3 separate regions of the Neogale vison genome follow, and regions 1 and 2 are each linked to region 3. The links are chromatin contacts, called in public Hi-C maps. All regions are on one chromosome and are shown on one strand. The core of a region is the stretch at or near the end of the contact, and the rest is flanking DNA. Distances in the headings are between cores, read along the strand shown.

Region 1 (5,005 bases), core at 1,868-4,367, 750 kb after region 3:
TAACCTTTAAAGAATTGATGTGTCAGTAATGTCTAGGACCTCTCTCTTCCTCTTCACTCGTATTTTTTTTTCTCCATGATTGTTACACCTTTTGTTCCCCTCTTCCTGATTTTATCTCCTAGACAGAGTACTAAGACATTTTGTGTAACTTTCTGTAATATATAATGGCTTCCCCCTCCTTATGGGACAGCTGCAATCTTCCTAGAGGTCCAAGAAGTCCCTGTTTTGTCAAAAGGCCCTTAGGAAGATACATTACTAGTATTATTGGGTTACTGTAGGAAGGTGTGTTTCTTCAGAAGCAACCTTACAGTTTTGTTTTGGGTGGACATCATAATGCAGCAGGAATGGTCTACATGTAGACACGCAGTTACGTTGGCAGCCTTTAGGAATGGTGTGTTTTCTGCCCGAAGTCAAAGAGCAGGCAGTGTGACTGATGATGCCTACAGAAGGTGTAGTAGTCAATGTTTTACTAGAACCCGTAGGAGATAGATAGATAGTTTTATCGCAAGGAATTAGTTTCTGTGTTTGTGTGGGCTGGCTAGGTAATCTGCCATCCCTAGGGTAGACCTAAGTTAGGAAGGGCAGGCTGGAACTTTGCTACAAATCTGACCCTACTGTCCACAACATTTATTTTTCTTTCAAGAAGCCTCAGCTCTGCTCTCAAGGCCTTCCATTCTAGCTTTCAATCAGGCTGGCTCAGGTTCTTTAGGATCATCTCCCTTCCTTACAGAAGGGTTACAGGCTTTCAGCACATCCACAAAGTACCTTTGTAGCCATAACCTAGGTTAGTGTTTGATTGAGTTTTGGGGGCCTGGGGCCTAGGAAAACTGGCCATCACAGAAGGCGAGCCATTTCCGACAGAAGAACAGTGAAGCCATGGGCACTGGGAGCTAAGAAAAGGTTCAGGAAGAGTGAGCATGCCAGTGTCATCTTTGGGAATGGTAGCTAGAAATGAGGACAGACACGGGAGCTGGTAAATGTGGACAAACTGGTGTTCTGCCTTCAGCATGTGGAGAGCTTCGCTCTGGAGATAGAGCTGTTGTTGGTCATATAGTTTCTTGGTGTTCATTCTGAGTTAACAAACAGCAGCACTAATGGTAGTTTCTCGTGCATTCTTAACTTGAGTTGCCATTTACTAGTATGTTTATGTGCTTCTTCAAGGTGGAAATCGTCTGACTAAAACACATTCTCCTCCACATGGCTGTCATCCCCCGGTCTCCTGGCCCTGGCAGTCACTCACTGACCACCTGGCGTATGGCTCACTGCCTCGCCTGTGTCCAGGCTTTTCTTCTGTTTGGAAGATCTTCTCAGCCCCTTGACCATTTATGTCCTGTGTTAATCTCCAATTAGCTGCGGCCTCCATTCCCCAGGTTACACCCCGGGGTCCTGTCATTGCTTTGTTCATTAATTATAAAATTGAAACAACAACAACAAAAACCAAAAACTCCCTCTGGACATAAGCCTATATTCTTCCAGCTCTCCTTCAGACAGCTCCACTCTGCTCTTCCTCAGTGTCTTTGCCTTCTGTGAACTTGACTTGCTGAGGCCCATCCGTCTCGCTCTCTGGGTATTTTGTCTATACTCCACTCTCTCCCTTGCTGTCCATTTTACCTCCAAGATACTTCACAGACCTTTACTTTTTTCTGTCTGCACTACCTATAAAGATTCCAGGTCACCCTCATCTCATGGGTACCAGGTTGCTGTCACATTGGTGATAAACTTCTAAGGTGTTTCCTAGTTGTCACTCCCCTTGCTCCCAGGCTTTTCCACTCAGCTGTGTCTCAATGCAAATTTCATTGTACTACTCTCTTCTAGAGCCTTATCTCCTTAGCCCCTTAGTATAAGAGTGACAAGGAAAACAGACTCTGAAATCAGACAGAAATAGGTTTGAATCTCACTTCCATGCTGTGCGAACTCGGACAAGCAACCCCTTTTGATTCATTCCCACGTGTACAATAGAAATATTAATAGCATTTTCCAATTTAGGTGTTTTGTGCCTCTACATTTTCTTCTTCTACAAGTCGTTGTCTGGTGCTCCATGCTCTGCCTCCGCTGGTCTTCTTCCAGATCCCCAAGGACACTGAGCTGCCACTGGACAGTCCCGTGCTATTTTCTCTGCTGGGAACACACTCTTGCCCCCTGCCCTCTATTGCCATGTCTCAACATGGCTGTCATTCGCCTAGAAAAATGTCCATCCACCTCCTGTGCTCTTAGTTTAGGGACCCTTGCTATATGCTTCTGTGTTTTTTCTCCTTGAACTTGTGAATCCCCATACTTTTCACCCTGTCCTGGATATATTCATGTCCTCCCTGCCTCCTCCCCCATGATCACCCACTTCTCCAACTCTGTGGGTTCCACAAGGACATAGACTATGACCCTAACTTGTTAAGCTTCCCATTCCTGCTGTTCTGTGGTTGATGGATTGTCTAGCAGAGATCAAGCTCCGGGTAGATATTTGATGAATGCTTATAGATGAGACTGTCTTATTAGCTCACAAACATTTCCAACAAAGTGACCACATCATTTTTTTTTTCTTTTTTCTGGAGAAGAACACATATCATAAACTATAATTCTCCTACCTCTGTAGTGGTTCCCTGGGAACCTGAGCACTTCCAGAGAGCTGTTTACAGAATCAAATCAAGTGGTAGTTTACTAGGAGGGAAAGCCCCAGGACAAGTCCCTTCTCTTGACCGCAAAGTTCTGTGTTTTCTATCTTTTCCTCTTGAAATCTTGGTTTCAGCAAAGCAACTTTTTGATTCCCTCCTCCCAGTAATACTATAAATGTAATACAGAAATGTGTACGCCCTAAATCCTTCATCGATTATTATGTTAAGCCCTAGGTAGGGCGGGGGAGCAGATAACACACTTATTTTTAGCATTACTTGGAAGGAAGTTTCTAGGTATATAACTGACAAGCATTCATGGAGAGCTGCTTTACTTTCCTATCAAGCTTTTGGGGGACTTCTTTTTTTTTTTTTTTAAACAGTTCTGTATGCTGAAAGAAAGTTCATAAATTTTAAAAGGAAATGTGGTCCTTTTCATTAGCTCCCTTTACCTCATGCTGAGTCATGGATGAGAGAGAATTTGTAGGCGGCTGAGCTGCAGGAAAAGTAATACTGTCATTTACACTCGCAGGCTGTTATGCTTTCCAGAAAACTTTTTCCGTAGGTTGTGAAAGTGATTAATCTGCTGTTAAAACTGACAAAGAAGGTTCTCTGATAAGAGCAAGAATTAAATGAGGGATTTTTTTTTCTTTAAAAAGTAAGCTCCTTTTTCCAGTTTTAGACTAGAAAAAAATAGGTTTACTTTTTTTGTTTTTTTGTTTTTTTTTTTTTACTTTTGGCCTTTTGTGTGTACGTGTGAATTTGGTCATGACATGAAATAACAGGATATTTCCTATTTTAAATTATGTCTATTTATTGGGATGGTTCTTGTCTCATGTTTTATATCTGAATTATTCTATATCCTGTTCCATTGCTTGTTTTTTTTTTTCTTTCATATTTTTTTATGTGGGCCTTATTTTTAATACTTCCCACATCCTCTTACTTCTCAACCCCACATCTCTTCAGCCCACTTCTTTTTTAATGTTAAAACTGGCAAAGAGAGCCTAACTTACTTCTGTGATATAAACTCCTTCCTCTCTGAAAAATTCCATCCGTGCAGTATTTCTACAACAGTTTGAAAACTTGAGCAAAAGTTATTTGGCATTATAGAAATGTAGCATCATTGCCTGAAGAGCTTAGAAGGTATATTTTTTCTCACTCGTTATTTAAGAAATGACTTTGAAATGTAAAGCATTTCCACTGAATTCTAGCAAATATACCTGTCATTCGTTCTTTTCTCTAGGGACCCCATGTTTCAGGGAACCTAAAGGAACAGACAAATAAATCACTTGACATAACTTTTTTTTTATAATTTCGCAGAGAATCGGTGACTCATTTAGAAAATCAGAGTCCTCAGAAAGATAGAATAACACGTTAGAGGTTTATTGAACTTGTTGCCTTTGGCATTTTAATACCTGGGTTTTATAACAAGTTCATAGGAGTTGTAAAAATGCACTGGCCTGACCCTCTTCCTTTTATATTACTTTTTAAAAACTTTAAAAATATTTTTTTTTGGTATGTTCAATTAGCCAACATATAATACATCATTAGTTTTTGATGTAGTACTTAACAATTCATTTTTCTATTTCTATACTTCACCATTTGGATTAGGGTATGTCAGGTTATTTTACTTTTTTTTTTTCTTTTTCTTCTTTTTTTTGAAGACTGACTTCTGAATTTGAGCCATTTTCTTGGTGACTGAATGGATTCCTGAGAGACAGCTCTTACCACTCTGGTATCGGTGCCGAGGGTGAGGAAGGGAAGAGACCAGAGAAATGCCTGCCCCCTTCTCTAACATGGTGGGCCAGCATGATGGACTTGACATTCCAGTTTTAGTACTAGGGGCTGACATGTACACACCTTGCTTTTGCCCTGGGGCTATGGGTCCAGGTTTTAAAACGCTGAAGTTGAAAATGTAAAACCATTTTTAATTGAAAACCTGTTAACTATCACTATGTATTTATATGTACATTTCATAGGAGAAAAAATAGTGAACACAGAAGTGTACTTGTTTTATATCTGAATTGCCAAGATTATTTCTGTTCCTTTGTTAAATGTGTATGAAATATACAGAGTGTGTTTGCGTACAGAGAGAGCAGCATTATTAACACTGCTGTGGCGTCCCTTCGTCCATCTTCAAGGTGTTGTCACAGGTATTTCCTGGCCGCCTCTTGTAATAAAAGATTGCAGTTTTTGGCTGGGGGGTTTCCTTGGGGCAGGATGAGGTGTGGAGACCCTTTACACTGTCCTTTTAAGGAGAGCAGGGTCACTGATAACCTACAGAAGTGGCTCTCTCCAGATTTGTTTCAGTTTTCATAGCAGCATGGGATAACTTTTAAACAAAGGGAAAAAAACCCTCCCTTGGTTGGTGTTTCTCTTCTATTGTTGAGATGCGCTGTCGT
Region 2 (4,461 bases), core at 1,157-3,656, 530 kb after region 3:
GAGTCCTTGACCTGTAAGGAGAGGTCAGAATGTCAAAGCCGGAGGGAGGGGACTCTAAGAAGCAGTCTAGCCAAATTCCCTTATTAGACACTGAGACTTGGGGTCAAGGAAGGAGTCCAGTTTGTCTAAGGTATTAGTGGCAGATCCTGGTCTAGACTTTTCATCTGACTCCATAGTTCTGTCTCTGTTTGAGGAGAGAGGTCTCTTTCTATAAATTCTCCTTTCTCGTCCCAGTATTTAAAGGGCCATTGTGTGGCAGTGCAGGGGTATGAGATGCTTTTAAAGCAAAAGTGGATTCCGGCCATTCTTGTTAATTCCGTGGGGCAGTGGAGTAAGAGATTCTGGCTGGCTTCTGCTGTCTGTGTTTTATTAGGACACTGTGGATTCCCCTGCAGCCCTTCCTGTAAGAGATTACTTGACCCTGACATCACCTCTGTTTCCTCCACCCGCCTCCTGTCCTTTTTTGATCCAGTGAGTTATGGGAGGCTGAGGAGGAGCTCCTAGCTGGCTGTTTACTGTGCATAGTTGGGAGCATTAATAAAGAGAAGACGGATGAAGGATTAATAAGGAAGAGGACAGGAGAGTAATAGCCAACACAGTGAAATCTAGTTCAAGGCCTGTAATTCCCAGGTGCAGTGCTACACAAGATTAATGGCAGCATCTCTCATTCTTTCAGACCGTCTCTCTGCCTTATTCTTATGGGACTGGGCTGGACTGAGAAGCAGCTGGAGTGATCTTTGCCAAGACCAAACTCATGTGTTCATGAGATTTCCAGGTCCAGAGGAGGGAGTTGAAATTATCCATCATTTAGGAGTCTGTTTAGAGGACACTGGATCTAAGCACGTATTTTGGACCTTCTGATACTGAAATACAGGGTGTGAAAATCATTTTGCCAAGTCTGAAGTTCAAATTCTGGCTTTAATTAATTTGCTTTGACTCCAGTGAAGCCATGACCTTGCCCTGAACCTCAGTTTCTCCATCTATGCGATGGGAGGAGACGGAGGTGAAATAGATGATGTCAAAATTTCTCTCCATTCTGATTTCCATGAATCTCTGGTTAGCTCCTGGTCCCAGAGCAATGTGCAGCTGAGCCAGGTCTGGAATCCAGAACCGCCTTTCTCTTGGGTTTGCAGTGCTCATTATCTTAACTTTCACTGCCCATGGAGGTTTTAAACAGTGTGTTTGCCTCCCTCAGCTTTTAAATATTAAAATCACCCCCCCCCCCGCACCATGGGAAGGTCTCTTTTTGTCAAGGGACTTGTCTAAGGTTTTTTAAGGTGTTTTTAACTCTTGTGTGATGCCTGTGTGTGTTGGGTGGGGGGTAGGTGGCAGCGTCGGAAGAGGATTATGGAATATTAAAGAATTCAGGTAAATCTATGAAATAGTTAGAAAATGCACATCTGTATAGAATGTTGGCTATAATTTTAGGAGGCTTCTAGGGCTTCTGAAGGCCAGTGTAGATTCTAGGTTAAGCAGAAGGCATTCTTTGATAAGGAAGGCCCAAGATGACATTTGGCTACATTTTCTGTTGCTGCTAGATTTTTTGTAGTTCACCTGTGTTTCTCCTCGGAGCCTCAGCCTTGTTTATGAGTGTGACCTGCACAGTTCAATGTCTCAAACTGTTGAGTGATATTTTAACATTGAGACTGCTGTTCTGCTCGCTTCACTCACTCTCACTCACTCAAACTACTTCTAACCCAGATTCAGTAAAGGATAGCCATTTTTATATATTATTTCACTTAATCTGGCAAAACAGAAAATTATTTTTTTTGTCCGTTTTTCGTGTACAGAAGCTGAGATCAGAGTGATTGAGTAATCTGTCCAGTCATACAGCTAATAAATAACAAAGTCTGGATTCCAATCCAGATCTGGTCCCAAATATGTGAGTGCCTCTGGGGAGTCATACTGAATATGCATAGGGACAACGAAAATTCTAGAAACCATAGACATCCCAGGTAGAAAACGGTCCGTGGATCCCAGAGGAGTGCAGTCCATGTGTGCTGTGGGAGTTCAGAGAGGGACAAGATCACATATCCTGAATCATTCAAATGATAAATTATTAATTAAATGCTTATCTGGCACCTCAAGTCAGACTAAAACATGTTGGATAGTTGTATAAAATGCATTGTAAATAGCTCTTTTTTTTTTTTTTTCCTTTTTCTTCAAGCTCTGTCAGGTTAGTGGTCTTAATTTCTTCATTTTTGTCGGTGAGATGAGGAAGAGACAAAACAGATTAGAGTCCCAGTACCCTGATAGCTGTGAGTTATCAGCTGGATTGGAATGTCAGTGCTTTGGGGAATCTGCGTATTAACGTCTCTCTGTTAGACTGAGCGTGGGATTTTTTTAAACAGAGATAGACTTCTGACCATGCACGAATCAGCACAAATGCAGATGTGAGCAGCTAGAATTTGGATCGTGCCAAGATATAATGTCTGCCACATGTGTGAAGCTAATGCTTCCTGCTCAGTGACCCCCTGTGAGTGGACCTGGGAGCTCTGAGAGTGAAAGGTGGTGTCAGAGGGTCGGAGAGGCCCCAGAGATTGTCAGGTGCCATGTCTTCACCTCAGCTGTGGGGAAACAGAGGCAAAGGAGAAAGCAGACTTAATACCAGCCTCTGTGGTAGTGTCCACCTAAGATTTTCTGTCTTCCACTGCCTGATGCATAGCAGATAGACTCGATAGGCCAACACACCTGGATTGGGAATCTGGTGTTCTTCGTTGCATGACCTCTGGTACATGACCTGATTTCTTTGGGTCTCGGTTTTGTTGTGTGTCGAATGGAAATGGTACTGCCAGGACCATACTGCCAGGACTCTGGCGAGGACAAGTTCAGTACGTGGCAGCATGATGGTTAACCGGACTGGATGAGGCCATCGTAGCCTGAAGAGACAGGCACCCTTGTCCTCCTTCTCCAGATTCTACTTTTGATTTCATCTTGGTACCTTGTAGGCTCTGGCTTCTCTCAAAGTTTGGTCTGAAGACCAGGGACATCAGCATCACCTGGGAGCTTGTTAGAAATGCAGACCTCAAGCCACACTGCAGACCTCCTGAATCAGAATCTGCATTTTAACAAGATCCCCAGGTAGTTCCTATGCTCATTAGAGCTGGAGAAGCATTGTTTTATGCCTGAGATCAATGTCAAGACCATTGGCCATGGCCTGGTGCCAGTGGCTGGCATGCTGCCAGCCTTTTTGGGGCATGCCTTCCCCATGCCTTGCGATGGCGGGAGGGAAACCTGTGAAGTGGCTCCCTGGGAATCATGGAAGGCCAGCTTGAAGGAATCCAGCAGCCTTTATCTTTTCAACGCCTTTCATTTCCTCAGAAGTACGACTCACAGGGGTCAACCTGGGATTGGATCCCAAGTCTTTCTGCTCACAAAGTCCATGTTCTTTTCATTAAACCATGATGTCTCAGTCGAGAGGCACGCCGGGCTGTGCATGTGAGAACTCCCCATTCTCCTACCGCGCTGACGTTTCCACACTGGCTGTTTTACTCTGTTACTCAATTCCTAGAGGAGAAGATTTAAAAAAAAAAAAAAAAAAGGGAAAAAGGAAAAGAGCTTGAGTTGAAAGCCAGGATCCTGCAGCTTAATCAGTTATTTTCGTGTTTTAATGAGGGTGACTATTGTGAAATAAGTAATTATTAATTACTCAAAACTAATGAAATATTTTAGTTTCCTTGCTAAAAAAGCATATGGAAGCTAAAAGAAAGCATATGGGTGCTTTTCGGGAAGCATATTGGTGAATGGACAAATTACAGTGGTGCCAATATGCCTTTGCTGTCTGGCTGGGGCCATCACTGTGTGCTGGCATCTGAGTCCTTGTGTGTTTAAAGAGGTTTTTTTTTTTTAAATTCCCATCTGATGTGTGCCTTGAGTTGCCTCTGGAGTTACACAGGTCTGTCTCATAATTCTTCTGCCATGATGATTTCACTCTGACCTTGCTGGTTGCATGACTCTCGGTACACGGCCTTTGCCGTAGGTGGCCGCCATGCTCTTCTTTGCCAGATGGCTCCCATCCTCCGCTGGGGACTCAACGGGTCTGCCCTGCTGACGGCTGTGTGTTGAGACCGTCCACAGTGGTAGAGACAGAACCCTTTTAGACTGCAGAAAAGGAAGTGCTTGCTCCACAGGGGAGCCTGTGTGAGACCCCGGGCCAGCCACTGAGTCTCCCTGCACAGCAGGTTCCCTCCTTGTGAGGCTGGGAGGACCACGTCCATGCTCCACAGCTCGCAGGCACAGTTGTATATTCAGTGCGTGGTCCGCGTGCCCTTTGTTCCTCCTCTCCTTTCCTCTCTGTCTCTTCCCTCTTGCTCCATATTTAGTCCGTCTGGGAAGTAGCTTGATGGATTTGGAGGTGGCTGGAGCTATTTTTGCTGCTCTGGGGATTGCACACTTCTAGGCTTGGAATGAACAGAGGCAGCAAGATATGTTTAAGAAGGTGCTTGGCCGAATATCAGAAAA
Region 3 (4,728 bases), core at 268-2,767:
CGGGTCTTGCACGTAGGAACGCGGGCTGGGGCTGTTTTTCCCCTAGCCCCTTGCAAGGACCTCGGGAACCTGAAGCCTGACGTCGTCTACTCTCCGGTCTGCAGTTGTCTTTTTACAAAGCTCGCACCATGGGAAAAAATAAAACAAAATTAGGAGAGGCGGGGGAACAGCCATTGGGAGCTAACACCGAGTCACGCAGCGCCCAAAACACAAACACCGCGACCGCCAGAAATCCCGCCACCTTCCCGCTCGGCTGGGCCGTCCTGTGAAGGTTCCCAGAGTCCCCGCACGCTAAACAGCACCGCAGGTGCAAACGCGCACCCCTTTGCCACCCACCCCCCAAATCCCTGTCCCGCCACCAGTCTCTCCCCTCAGGATGAGGAGAGGGAGCGCGCGGGGGTTCCCGACTCCCTTGACTGCAACCAAGAAAGAATAATTTTCAAAGTATTCAACATCCCCGCCCCCAGGCAAGCTAAACCTCCCCCAAAACACAGGGTAAGGGGACACCAAAGGGGTCCACCAAAGGGGACACCAGAACACTCGGATCTCGTTAGGAAGACCGCGGATCTAAAAGGAAATAGTAGAAACGATACTTCAACTGGGCTTAAGGGGGAGGAGGGGGGAGAAAAACAAAACCCGAGGAGTTCGCTTGCATTTTTCCTCCCAAATCTCGGCTCGGAGGCAGGGAATCTAGAGGAGCGAGGCCGGTGGAAGGGAGCCAGCGGGGCGAGCGAGCGGGCAGCCTCCCTCCTCGCCTCCCGGAGTCACCAAGAAGGACGGGAGAGGAGAAGGAAGGAGAGGCGAGGGAAAGGAGGAGGGAGGGAGGGAAGAGGAGGCAGGAGCGAGGGAGCGAGGAAGGCAGTTTGCAAGCGAGAAAAGAGGGAAAAAACACAGCCGCCCGAATCCAGCGAGATCACAAGCCGTACGCAAGCAGCAGCAGAAAGAGCGAGAGCGCGAGCGCGCGTCCTCTCCGTCGTCTGGGGCCAGACAGCCCCCAGACTTGCCCGGAGCACCCCCCGAACACTGTCTCGTCCTCTCGGCTCCGGCCGCCCCCTAATTCCCCTCCTTCCTCTCCTCCACCTCCTTTTCCAAAACCAAAACAACACAAGGGAGGGTGGCAAAAGCCTCCCCAAACCGGCCGATTCACTCAAAGACAACAAGAATAAAATAACAAATATATAAAAATCTATATCCTAGAGTGGGAGAGACGTGGGACTAATCTTCGGCATTTATTTTAACACCTGACAGCTAGAATAAATAAATATATACATTTATATCAATAGATACACATAGGAAACTTGGAGCCAAAGCATTTGGCAAGAGCGGAAAAAAAAAGAATTAAAAGGTAAAATAATGATCATGAGCAGCGGCGGCGGCAGCGGCACCAGCGGCACCAGCGGCGGCGGCGGCAGCAGCAGCAGCGGCAGCAGCAACAGCAATAATCACCTGGTGTCCGGCCTTTCCTAGAAACTTCTTGCATCACCACTTCTAAGAACCCCAGTTCTAAGAATCAACAGAGCTCAATTCTCGGAATTTGAGCTGCGGACTTTACCACTGCTACGAGGCAGGGGAGGACTCGGTGTCAGCTCTCCGGGACTTTTGCCTCTCTTAGCCCATGGAAAGCCCTCAAAGCCACAATATTTTTCCAGTTCCCAGAAGATTTCGAGGTCCTCAGCTGCGGAGCGTCTCGGATTCGGAGGTTCCGGTTCGAGGCTCGAGGGGCCAGACGGCGTCCCTCCCTCCCGGGGCCCCGCACGATGGTACAGTCTGCTCCGCCAGCGTCACGTGGGCGCCCCCTCTGTGACGTCGGCGTCTTCGCTGTAGCAAAGCTCGGCCTCTGGAATTCTGAGAACTAATTTGCTATTCGGTGACATAAGAGGGGGAGTGCGCTTTGCTTTCCCGGGGTCTGGGGCTAATTCCTCCTCTCTTACCCATAAACTCAGCTACTCGAGCTAAATACACAAAAGGGAGAGAGAGGTTCGACCCGTTGGAAAAAGTCTGTTATATATAGTAGCTTTAGAGGCGAGTAAGAGAAAAAAACAATAAACACCACAGCTCTTTCCAGCTAGAATATTAGGCACCACGAGAAAAATATTTGCCAAGCAGTTTTCGGTGGGTTCATTTGCTTTATTTTATTTGGGACGTCTTTCGGTTTTCTTTTGTTGTTTTTTTTCCTTGTTGATGTGGTGGCTTGGGATTTTTTTTTTCCTTTTTTTGGTGGTTGTATTTTGATGATTTTCGGATTTTTTTCTTCTTCTGATTTTTGCCTTTTGCAAGTTTGTGGTGTTACGTAAATACTAGGATCCCGCGTCGGTTGGATTTTGTTTTGTGTGTGTGTGCTTCCCACCCCCACTTTCTAATCGCTCAAGCGCTTTAAAGAAGATGTGTTATTTTAATATTGAGACTATTGAGAGCGGCTTCAATTTTTGATCGCATGTAACAATCCCAACCCCCACTTTTTTTGGGGGGGGGTGCAATTTTCTTTTTCCCTTGGACTTTTTTTTCTTTTTTTTTACTGAGAGGAGGCTCTCCTGCACTTGAGGGACATGTTCAAAGGATTTGTTTTGGTTTGGTTTATTTCTTTCCAGGACAGCAAGTGGTGGGTTTACTCTTTCTGTTATTGTTGACTGTTCGGACATTTCTTGTTGAAAGAAACGTGTGTGTGTTTGGGTATGTGTACGCGTGTGTTCTACCAAATTAGGTGAACCAAATACATGTTTGTGTTTTGCTTTTTCTTAAGGTCTCGATCCCCCGCGCTCCCCCCCACGCCCGGCTCGTTTCAAGGTCGTTGTAAAAAAATCTCTTCTGTCTGTGTTTAAGAGATCAGCCGGAGGGAATTCTAAAGGCCTGCCGTGCCAGTATCACAGATACTGCGTGTGTTTAGAACAGCCTGTGCTACAACTACAGCGCGCGGCACGCAGCACAGGCTCCTTAGCTCCCGAGCTCACTTGGGAGGAGGAGGAGGATAAGTGGGGGGAACTCTTTCTTTTCTTTCTTTCTTCCTTCTTTCCTTTCTTTTTAAAGGCAAATGCAGTGCGGAATCATTTCACTGCGGGCCTTGGTTTGTTTATTCAGAACTGCCAGTTTCCCTATTTAAATGTTGGTTGGGGTTTTTTCCCCTCCTACTCATCCCCGAATGAGGGAGACTCTTGTTTCTTTTATGTCTCTCTCTTAAAAAAGGGTGTGAGGGGAAAATAATATTTCAGATTCCTCAAGAATTAACCCAAAATGTTTGGACCAGAAGCAGCTTTCAAAGGTCAGGCTGTTCTGAGCCTTGGCTATGAGAGTCCTTCAGGCGACTCATTAAATTACAGATGAGTTCTTAAAGGTTCCACAAAATTTCTGCACTTGTTAATTTCCAAAAAAGATATGTCCCAAAATACTCTACCTCTCCCAACCTTAAATTTGGGTTTAAAATGGAGAAGTGAGCAGAGCTACGAAAGATTACGGGCTGTTTCTTGGGATATTTGGGATCTCTTTCCCTGGAAAAGTCCGTAAGAAGTTCAGATCTGTTGCTGAAAATGTTATTGTCAGTGCACCCCTCCCGCCGCCACCACTTTTAAAAGGCCGTGTTGGGAATTTTAGATCCAGAAGAGGTCCAAAGGGGTTGATTATTTTCCACAAGTTCTGGAGCTTAGAAAATATGCCTAAGTGTCTGTTCCTATGAAATCTGAATATTTTAATACTTATTGACAGATGGATTACTGCAGCCTCTGCAGAAAAGCCTGTCTTGTAAAGGATTTTTGAAAAATATACATAGGCCTAATCCTGTCACTGTTGTTGAAATGAACATTTTACCCCCAAAGACACATGATATTGTCAAGTGCAGATTCATTCTGCCAGAAGGCGGACTATCTGCTTTTTTATTGTCTCCTTCCCCTCCCTTTTCAGAGTTTTAAATGAATTCCACTGGATTCAAAACGATACCCCGATTTTGCCAAAGCGATTTTCTCTGTGCATTTATATGTGTGATATTTTTTTATCATTGAGAGTAGGAAGAACTTCAAGTTTTCTCAGGTGTATCTGTATAGGGTTTGGAATGTGAAATGTATGGCTCTGCTCTGTTATTGATCCTATGATGGAGTTACTTTTATGATTTTTGGTCACTTTTCTAATCAAAGTTGCCACCGTGCCTCATTGGTCCATTGCCATCGCCCCCCACCACCCCAACCTTAAACACGGTTTGTCCCTCCTGCGTTCTCTTTGCCACTTCAATCTTAGCCCCATGGGGGCGCTGCAGAGCAGAGGGAAATCTGCTCCCACTGGCAGTAGAACTAGCCAGAATGGGGGCTGGGAAGGAATTCACCTTTCTTGCACCTCAGACCTTTTTAATTCTTTGCAGGCAGCCCTTGGAAGGAAAACCCACCAGGTCTAGTTTATAGACAATTAACCCCACCACCACGGAATTCAAACCTTCTCAGCACATTATTTCTGGAATCAAGTGCCAGAGTCCCACATTTCTACGATGGTGGTTTTTTGTTTTTGTTTTTTTAACCAAATCAGTGTTTACATTGAAAGAAATTGATCAGAAGGGCACTGTTAAAAGGAAAAAAATATTGAAAATATTCGAAAGATAGAGACTTTAGGTAGATCCCTTTCTCTCTACCGAATGAACAGTGAGGAAAATTGTGCACCCGTCTCTCAATCTCCTTTCAAATCCTGGGAACATAACTGTCGGATTTTATATCAGTTGAATTTCTTCCACCTTGTCCTCCTTTCTCTCATTCT

Evidence for each region. A called contact is a pair of places that touch in the nucleus more often than the background predicts.
Region 1: a Hi-C map of fibroblasts shows a contact between it and region 3, with 7 times the contacts expected there. The contact joins the enhancer-like site here to the promoter of BCL6 in region 3. A contact is called at or near these places in 2 of 3 Hi-C or Micro-C datasets (fibroblasts and muscle).
Region 2: a contact with region 3 is called in a Hi-C map of muscle, with 12 times the contacts expected there. The contact joins the enhancer-like site here to the promoter of BCL6 in region 3. A contact is called at or near these places in 2 of 3 Hi-C or Micro-C datasets (muscle and tongue).

The regions. Positions count from the first base shown.
Region 1 is chr6:110,909,329-110,914,333 of ASM_NN_V1, forward strand. All of the region lies in intron 8 of LOC122908796 (lipoma-preferred partner), which reads left to right. Among named protein-coding and RNA genes, the nearest start is that of TPRG1, 550 kb to the right of the region's middle. Within about 2 kb of position 3,118, the one cell type or tissue checked has open chromatin away from gene starts, as enhancers often do. A contact at or near this core is called in fibroblasts, where this site is marked.
Region 2 is chr6:110,691,650-110,696,110 of ASM_NN_V1, forward strand. The region is part of intron 5 of LOC122908796 (lipoma-preferred partner); the gene reads left to right. Among named protein-coding and RNA genes, the nearest start is that of BCL6, 530 kb to the left of the region's middle. Within about 2 kb of position 2,407, the one cell type or tissue checked has open chromatin away from gene starts, as enhancers often do.
Region 3 is chr6:110,162,056-110,166,783 of ASM_NN_V1, forward strand. BCL6 (B-cell lymphoma 6 protein) reads right to left here and starts at 1,518. Exons shown (of 9, transcript XM_044251971.1): 1 at 1,447-1,518.